2 separate regions of the Sus scrofa genome follow, and region 1 is linked to region 2. The links are chromatin contacts, called in public Hi-C maps. All regions are on one chromosome and are shown on one strand. The core of a region is the stretch at or near the end of the contact, and the rest is flanking DNA. Distances in the headings are between cores, read along the strand shown.

The links. A called contact is a pair of places that touch in the nucleus more often than the background predicts.
Region 1: a contact with region 2 is called in a Hi-C map of liver, with 3 times the contacts expected there. The contact joins the promoter of PPP3CB here to the promoter of CFAP70 in region 2. A contact is called at or near these places in 2 of 47 Hi-C or Micro-C datasets (heart right ventricle and liver) and 1 of 2 datasets of contacts at active chromatin or transcription factors (alveolar macrophages).

What each region holds. Positions count from the first base shown.
Region 1 is chr14:76,302,911-76,307,456 of Sscrofa11.1, reverse strand. It overlaps PPP3CB (serine/threonine-protein phosphatase 2B catalytic subunit beta isoform), which reads left to right and starts at 2,112. Exons shown (of 23, transcript XM_021072583.1): 1 at 2,112-2,326. The coding sequence starts at 2,242. LOC110256628 (a long non-coding RNA gene) reads right to left here. Exons shown (of 2, transcript XR_002338398.1): 1 at 2,314-4,546. It overlaps USP54 (inactive ubiquitin carboxyl-terminal hydrolase 54), which reads left to right. Exons shown (of 25, transcript XM_021072539.1): 25 at 1-234.
Region 2 is chr14:76,197,415-76,201,984 of Sscrofa11.1, reverse strand. CFAP70 (cilia- and flagella-associated protein 70) reads left to right here and starts at 2,087. Exons shown (of 27, transcript XM_013983341.2): 1 at 2,087-3,452.

The DNA of each region.
Region 1 (4,546 bases), core at 863-3,362, 110 kb before region 2:
CTGCTCCCAAACCTTAGGCCTAGAATGCGGAGCTGCCAACACAGTATTTGCTCTTCTGAACAGATGGAGTCAGGCACACTAACATACCCTCCTGTCGTCTGCAGCAGAGCCATTACTGCCACTTGCTCAGTCGCCATTGTAAACCCTCAGAGTCAGCTGAACTATTTTAGGGTCAAACATACTGTTTTTGTAAAGTATTTTTCATTAATAAATCTATGAGATAGTTCTATTTAATTTCTTGTCATTTAATTGTCTATTTAATGCCTTTTATATACTCTCAATTTTTTATTTTGGGGTGGGAGGCCTGGAGAAGCCAGAAATACCAATTCGAAGTGGCCTGGGGCTCTCAGAGAGAGCCATGACACAAAGATATCTATCTGTGATTGACAGTGAGGAGCCAAAAAGGAGCTGAAGGATATTTGAAGGGTGTATATTCAAGGTAGGAGTCAATGGGACCTAATATAGACTGACTTTCCCTATTACTAATTATTATTTTTTGCTTTTTAGGGCCACACCCGCAGCATACGGAGGTTCCCAGGCTAGGGGTCGAATTGGAGCTATAGCTGCTGGCCTATACCACAGCCACAGCAATGCAGGATTTGAGATGCATTTGTGACCTACACCACAGCTCACGACAACACCGGATCCTTAACCCTCTGAGTGAGGGTGGGGATCAAGCCTGCAACCTCATGGTTCCTAGTCGGATTTATTTCCGCTGTGCCGCAATGGGAACTCCTTGTTATTACTGCTATCAGTGTATTTTCTATCCCTTTTCTGCCAAGAGGCACTCAACACATTACACACTTTTTCCTCCCCTCCTTGGGTAGATTTTCTGGGGATTCAAACTCCTCTTACAAACTTACTCCTTATCTTTATACTCTTGGGCCCTTCTTCTACAAGTTTGTGATGTGCCTCTTATCCCTTCCTTGATCTCTTCCCATGGCTACCCCTTCCCTTCCCCTATAGGATTATTGCACTTTCATACCAGAAAGATCCATTTTCACCCTGCCTCACTCCCAAATTTATCTACCTCTTAGAAATATCTTGTGGGCTCCCTTTGCAAAGAATACTCACTGGGCATTTCTCTTCTCTTTTACCTCAGGTCTCAGAATCATTGAGACCTAATAAAACGAAGAGGTAGAAAGGTGCTCTTTGACATCTCTGGACAACTGTTTACCTAATTATTAAACATTATGAACATAAGCCCATGCAGTCTTGAGCAGGAGGATGGGCAGGAATTTCTCACGCTAAAGCTTGGATCCTATGTCATCAAGATTATATAGATCTTACTGGACATGCTGGTCTCTGTTCATGATTCAGTACCTCTACTGGAGTCATACGCACACTCTTCATCTAATAATTGTTGCTTGAAGAGTTGGTTCCTGTCCCACTACTCCCTTCTCCATGAATATCTGTCTCTATAAAATTTCCGAAAGTCCTGAGCCCACATTTCTGTATGTATGCACAGAAATACTCTGAGGTTTTTCTAATGAGGAACTAATTTCCTATTTACGCCTCTGTCTTAAAAATCTCTATTTTCTAAATGAATCAAGAGGGAAGCTGTCCTTTTCCGGTGAATTCTGTAGACCCTTTGAACATCTCCTGGTGTCATCCCTTCCTTTCCTCCTGTTTTGACTCAACCCTCGGAGCCTCGTCTGCTGTGGCTGCATTTTTATTCCATGCCTTCCCACTCTTGGCAGTTCCAGCCTATAAACACAGGGTCAGATTCTCTCTCAAACTCCATTTTGAACGCTTGCTTTGCTGTAGAACCTACAAAGCTTCCTCTATTTCTCCTGTCTCTTACCAACCAAAGTACGCAGATCTGGTGGCCAAATTGTTATACGTTTGTTTCTCTATTACTAAGAGATTCTAAGGTTTGATTACGTCTCCCCATATTATTGGAAGCTCCATGAAAGCTGGTGATCCCAAGCACTCATTCACCCCAGCAACTAGCTATAGACAGCAGGTCCTCTCCCTTCTCTTTTATTTCTGCCTGCCCAGAATTTTAACCTGATCCCTTAGCCTCGTCCTGTTTCTCTCCTAGCCTCAGTAATTTTGCCCAAGTCCCTAGAGCCTGCTCCGCCCCCGCCCCCGCACGCGCGGTGCATGCCGGTCTTAGCCCCTCTGTAGGGAAAGAGGGTCCGCCATGTTCCCCGGCGGCGCCGCCGCTTGGCTCTGGTAGCCGCCGCCCCCGCCCCCAACCCCGCCCGGCCCAGCGCCTAGCCGAGCCCCGGGCCCAGCATGGCCGCCCCGGAGCCGGCCCGGGCTGCACCGCCCCCACCCCCGCCCCCGCCGCCCCCTCCCGGGGCTGACCGCGTCGTCAAAGGTGAGAGGTGGACGAAGCCCTGGGGGCCTGGCCTGAGGAGCTGTTGAGGGCGGGCGGGAGACCGTCCCCTCCGGAGCGGGCCCGGAAGGGCGGGCGAGTGACTGGCTGCCTCCCTTGGGGAGTGGCCCCTGGGCGGGCCCCTGCTGGGCTGGGCTGTGGCTCCGAGGTCTCTCGCTTGCCTTGAGGCCGAGGCGGGGGTTTCGCTCTCGAGGTCTCTTAGCTGAAGGGGTGAGGCTACTAGTCGCAGTGAACCCCTTTCTTTTCCAACTCGGCCTGTCAAAGCGGCCCAGAGGCCGCGATTAGCTTCCTGCACCGCGACAGCTGCACGCCTGGCTTGCCGGGCCGGACCGAGGGGTTCGGAGACCTTCAGCCACGCGGGGCTGGGCGATGAGCAGTCAGAAATCACCTCGGCTTTGGCCCACGCCTGCTCCCCAGTGACAGCAGTCCGCCCTCTTCGCGCCTAGTTAGCGCCAGCCGCAGGCTTCGCGCTCGGCCCTCTGGTGTCACCCCGCGCGGAAATTAAGGGAACTATATGGGATTGGACAGGGTGAAGGGACGGGCCAGAATGTGGGGGCCCCAGGCTTGACGTGCAGGATAGATGGGAAAAAAAGGCAGCTTCAAAGAAAAAGCCTCGTGCATAGGAAGAAACATTTGCTTAGAAAACCGTCAACATTCTTTGGTCAAAAACCAAAAAGGGTTACCCCTTCCCTGCAGACAGACACCCACACACTCCCCTTAGAAGAAAAAGTTAGATATTTATCGGCTGGGGCAAGATTTATGGATGTTTAAAGACCACAGGTCAGCAGATTCATTTAAAAGAGAAATTGAGGGCTAATTGAGAGTCGCTTGAGATCTCCATACTCTCTGGGAAAGCCCATCAACTTCAAATACTGCTGTGGAGATGAAAAACAATTTGAAATGATTTTTCTTACCATGTAGCTTGGTCAATAAATTAAAATCATTTTAGAATAAAGTTTTCTCTATTGTATCACGTTTACTTTTGAAACAGATACTTCTATTTGTTTTATTTCATTAAGCTTCTCAAATATTCTGGCACAATGTTTAAACACTGTTAGCCCAGTTTTGGAAATCTGACCAGACATATTTCCATTAAAATATTTAAAAACAAGAAAAACTTTTTCCTTGGTGTTTTTTTTAATTTTTTTTTTCTCTCCAATTTGAGCTTCCTTTAGTAATAACACTGGTTTGTATCTAGTCTTATGTGGATAAAATGAAAAACTTAGTAGTAGTATGTCTTTTCTGGCCAGGCATTGGAATGAGCTCAATAAAGAGTTTATGGAATCCTTGTCCTGAGAAATCTTTTTAAAAAAGAGAAAAAAGGAGTTCCCTTTTGGCCTAGCGGGTTAAGGATCCAGCGTTGTCACTTTCGTGGCTTGGGCTCAGTGCCTGGTCAGGAACTTTTACATTTGGTGGGTGCAGCCTGCCCCGCAACCAAAAAAAAAAAAAGACGAAAGATTGGTGGTTCAGGTGCTCATCCTGTCCTGAAATCCTGACTTTTTAGGGGGTGGGACTAGGAGACATGGGCTCCTTCTTCATTTTTGACTGTATACCTGTGCTGTATTAATTTCCCTGGACGCTTTTGACCCTACTCTTAGGTAGGACAACCAGTCACATTCCTGAACAGTGAGTTTATGCTATTGTTATGCTTGTGAATCTTCTTGTTTCTTGTCATGTATGTAGTAATGTTTCCCCTGTACAGTGAAAATAAGATTCCAAACATAAGCATGTTCCTTAGTGGTGAGTTGTAAATGAAGACACTTGTATTTGCAGTTTATTGGTGTGAAATAAGTCATTTGGCTTAGGTAAGTAGGAGTTTGTTGGTATAGAAAATCATAGTTTAGTAAAGCTTATGGATATATGATCTCATGTGCTTAGTAGTATATTCTCCAAGACAGCTTTCATTTCTTGATGGAATCGTTAGCCAGTTAGATTGTGCAGCAGACCAGTTTGCACCCTCATGGAATCTCTGACTTCCTTGGAGGTTACTGGGAAACTTACCTTTCATACAGAAATCTGCTCTTAGATTTCATCTTCAAGCTTCTTGTCTTTGTCATTCAGTAATTATACTACACTGTTGCATTTGATGACAGGTAACAGTTTACTGAAGAAATATGATCATAGTGCTAGTTCAGTTTAACTTATTAAAATCCAGATTACTTTTAAGTCCAGTATGCGCTAGTTTTGTATCAGTATTACTTC
Region 2 (4,570 bases), core at 838-3,337:
ACTGAGCCACAAGGGGAACTCTAATATATAGGAGCGGCCCTAGAAAAGGCAAAAAGACTACATACATACATACATAAATTAGCAGAAAATATTTGAATGCCTTTCCTTATAAGGATTATAGGAAATTCAGAGTGGCACCTGTGTAAGCATTCTCTAGGAAAATAACACTATAACACAAAGTTATGCCATCTGTCACCCCAAGTCTAATAAGGATTAATTATGTTTAAGGAAGTGACACCTGTGACTTATCCTTGATTGCCTAGGCCTTGAAACAAAATACTTAGTAGATCAAGATCATGAGTGATTTAGAGCAGTTCCCTAGCAAAGACTTTGTCCTAAGTCTAGCTTATTATGTGGAAAAAGTATGTTGTACACAAGGTAGGATGGCTATCTCAGTGCAAATTCACTCACAACGCTCACTTGGGAAAAAAATCCAGAGATAAATGCCTTACTCAATTGTTCCATAGTTTTATTTTGAGATGTTTTTATTATTTATAACGTTGCAACTTAAAAAAATCTTTCTCTTGGTTTTTTATTTTATTTTATTTTATGTTTTGCCCTTTTGCCTTTTCTATGGCCGCTCCTGCAGCATGTGGAGATTCCCAGGCTAGGGGTCCAATCTGAGCTGTAGCCGCTGGCCTACGCCAGAGCCACAGCAACGCGGGATCCGAGCCGCATCTGCAGCCTACACCACAGCTCACGGCAACGCCAGGTCCTTAACCCACTGAGCAAGGCCAGGGATCAAACCTGTGACCTCATGGTTCCTAGTCAGATTCGTTAACCACTGTGCCACGACGGGAATTCCTCTCTTAGTTTTTTAAATTTTTATATATTCATTAGCAGAAATACAATTTATTTTTAAAAACTTGGCTCTAGTAACCATATCCTAAGCAAGGAATTTCCATGGAGAATTGTGTGTGTGTGTGTGTATAGTTTAATCATTTGTTTTGAAATAATTTCAAATGTATAGAAAGTTGCCAGAACAGTGCAAAGAACTCCCATTTCCTCGTCACCCAGATTCTCATCTAGTTCATATTAGGTTACTGCTTCATTACTCACTCTGTGTGTGTGTGTGTGTGTGCATGTGCATAGATCCCTAGTTATCAGTCTTTTTCTGGAACTTTTGAGGGCTGAGACGGAAACTGAAGGCATGATATCTCATCACTCCAGTAGGTATTTTCCCCTAAACAGGGACACTCTCCTACATAACAGCAAACAAAGTACCACATCAGGAAATCAATATTGGTCCAATATTACCACCCAATCTACTGATCCCATTCAAATTCCATCCGATGTCCCAATAATGTCTCTTTTCCTTCCTGGACCAACATGTTATACAGGAATACATATTGCATTTAGTTGTCATGTATCTTTAAACTCCTTTAATCTAGAAGTGCTGCTAATCTTCCCTGGCCTCGACAGTTTTATTAAAGAATACAGGCCTTGGAGTTCCTGCTGTAGGGTGGTGGGTTAAGAATCTCACTGCTGCAGCTTGGATCGCTGCTGAGGCACAGGTTCTATCCCCAGCCCAGCCATGCGTGTGGCCATAAAAACATTAAAAAATCCAAAGAGTACAGGCCTTACTTTCTATAGAATGGCCTATAACCTGGGTCCCCCTGATTATAGGAACACCACAACATATTTTGCTTTTCCCAGTGAGTCTCATCAGGAGGAATGAAATGTAGACTCCTGACACTGGTGTTTTAACCCTCATCGCTTGGTAGTGTTGGTTTCTTAATGTCACAGTTTTCCCCTTTGTAATCCATTAGTATTCCAAAATCATGCCAATATCTTATTCCTCATCAAGCCTCTACACACCAACCTTAGCATTGAAGACTCCTGCCTGAGTCATACCATACACTTCTGTAGTTGGTGCAAAATGGTAATTCTCTGTGTCAATTCCTCTCAATTACTGAGTTGGCATTCTACTGTTAGAGCTTTCCTTTCTCTCATTTTTATTTTTTAAATTACTCAATGGATTTTATTACATTTATAGTTGTACAACCATCATCAGAACCCAGTTTTATTGCATTTCCATCCCAAACCCCCAGCACATCCCCCGACCCCCCAACCTGTCTCATTTGGAAACAATGTTTTTCAAAATCTGTGAGTCAGTATCTGTTCTGCAAAGAAGTTCATTGTGTCCTTTTTCTAAGATTCCACATGTAAGTGATAATATACGATGTCAGTGCTGACTTCACTTAGTATCATTGTCTATTTTGAAGCTCAAATTATCTCTGATTTGGCCAACATTTTAAAGTATGTATATTGCTAAGATTCATCCATCCATGTTGTAAGTAGCTGTAGTTCATTCCTTTGTTTTGTAATATGCTATTCTGGAATATATATCAGTGTATTCATCCATTCTTATGTTGGGCTGTTTCCAGGTTTGGCTTTTGCGTGTATGCGTGTGCTTTTTTTAAGGCCGAATTGGCGGCGTATGAAGGTTCCCAGGCCAGAGGTCTAATCCGAGCTGCAGCGTCCAGCTTACACCACAGCTCAGGACAACAGAGGATCCTTAACCCACGGAGCAAAACCAGGGACTAAACCTGTGTCCTCTTGTATGCTAGTCATATTCCTTAACCACTAAGCCACGACGGGAACTCCTGTTTCTAGGTTTTTGCTATTATATTTTGCCATTCCTACTCTAAAGTAACGCTGAAATTCAAATATATTAAAGTTTTGCATTAACGTCACATACTTCAATTCTGCTTATTGTAAATACTGAGCACTAAAAGCAACATAGTTTTGCATTATCACCGTGAATGATAGCCAAGCTCACTTTTAAAATACTGTCTTTCTGCATTTTTTACAGAAAAAAGATTTTAATGACCTGTTTTTAAAAATCGTTTCATAAAGGCTTTTATCTTTAAATAAATTTCCTTTTGGTTTTTATCCTTATTTATTGAGGAAAAACTGGGAAAAAAAGAAGTGGATAAAGCAAAATTGAAAGGTAGAAAACCTTGAAGTTAACCAAAACTTTCGCTAAAAGAAAGGGTCATCCTCAGAAGAACGAGGGAATCGCTCCAGGTCTGGACGAAGCGTTGAGGCGCACTCGTAGGTCCGTGGGTGCGGACGTAGTTCTAGAGCGCAGGCGCGGGAACTCGTCTTGCACCGCCTCTCGTTTACCTCCCAGACAATGTTATCGCGAGTCTTGGGATAAACTTGTGGTCAGTACAAGTTCTCGCGAGAGGCAGTTGGTTGCTATAGTTACGAAAAACAAGTTTGTGTCGATCTAAGAGCGCTCTCACTTGTTAGAAAAGTGTCTCTTCCCCGCCTCCGCATCTCGGACTTTTCTTTTCAACTTTGGGCCAGACTGAAAGGCGGAGACCACATCCCAGCACGACTGCACTGCCGGACCCCCGGCTAAGCGAGGACTCCCGCCAACCCAGGCCTCCCACCCGAAGCCAGACTTAGACCCCGCTTCCCACTTTGCGCCGAGATCCCCCGCAGTAAGCGCAGACCGGGCCCCTGCTCACAGACCACCCTCCAGTCACAGCATCGCCTTCATCTAACTCATTTCTTTTTTTTTTTGTCTTTTCTAGGACCGCACCCGCGGCATATGGAGGAACCTCCAGGCTAGGGGTCGGAGAGGGAAGAGGAGCTGTAGCCGCCGGCCTACGCCACAGCCACAGCAACACGGGATCCAAGAAGCATCTGCGACTTACACCACAGCTCACGGCAACACCGGATCCTTAACCCACTGAGCAAGGCCAGGGATGAACCCGCAACCTCATGGTTCCTAGTCGGATTCGTTAACCACTGAGCCACTACGGGAACTCCAATCTAACTCATTTCTTTCTTTTCTTTTTTCTTTTTCTTTTTCTTTTTTTTTTTTTGTCTTTTTGCCACTTTTAGGGCCGCTCCCATGGCATATGGAGGTTCCCAGGCTAGGGGTCCAAGCGGAGCTGTAGCCGCCGGCCTACGCCAGAGCCACAGCAACGCAGGATCCGAGCCGCGTCTGCGACCTACACCACAGCTCACGGCAACGCCGGATCGTTAACCCACTGAGCAAGGCCAGGGATTGAACCCGCAACCTCATGGTTCCTAGTCGGAGTCTTTAACCACTGAGCCACTACGGGAATTCCAATCTAACTCATTTCTAATTTGATCTCCCCCATCTGCTTCTGAGCAGATACTAAGAAACCCATGCCTTGTTTGTGGCAAGAGGACCCCCTTTCTGACTGCCCTGACTAGAACGTGTAACTGGCCAGGCTTCTTGAACTCATTGTTCAACAGATACACCACTAATGCCTCTTGCGGACAAGGCATAGTGCCGGGCACTCAGTGGCTGCAAAAATGTATGACAGATTACTTATTTTTAAGGGAGTAGTTGAGCATTAAGAAAAAGTTGTGCGTATTAGTAACACCATTTGTTTGGTGCTTCATAGGTTAAGCAGTTTTACTCTTTTAGGGATATTCGCAACAAATGTGAAACAGGTCCATTTTATAGAAGGTGAAATTCAGGCTCAGTGAGGTGAAATTGGCTTTCCTCTAAGGTCAGGCTAGTGAAGGCCTAATTTACATGCTGCTATTGAAAAGGAAAAAAGACTCATGCAAAAAGTCATTT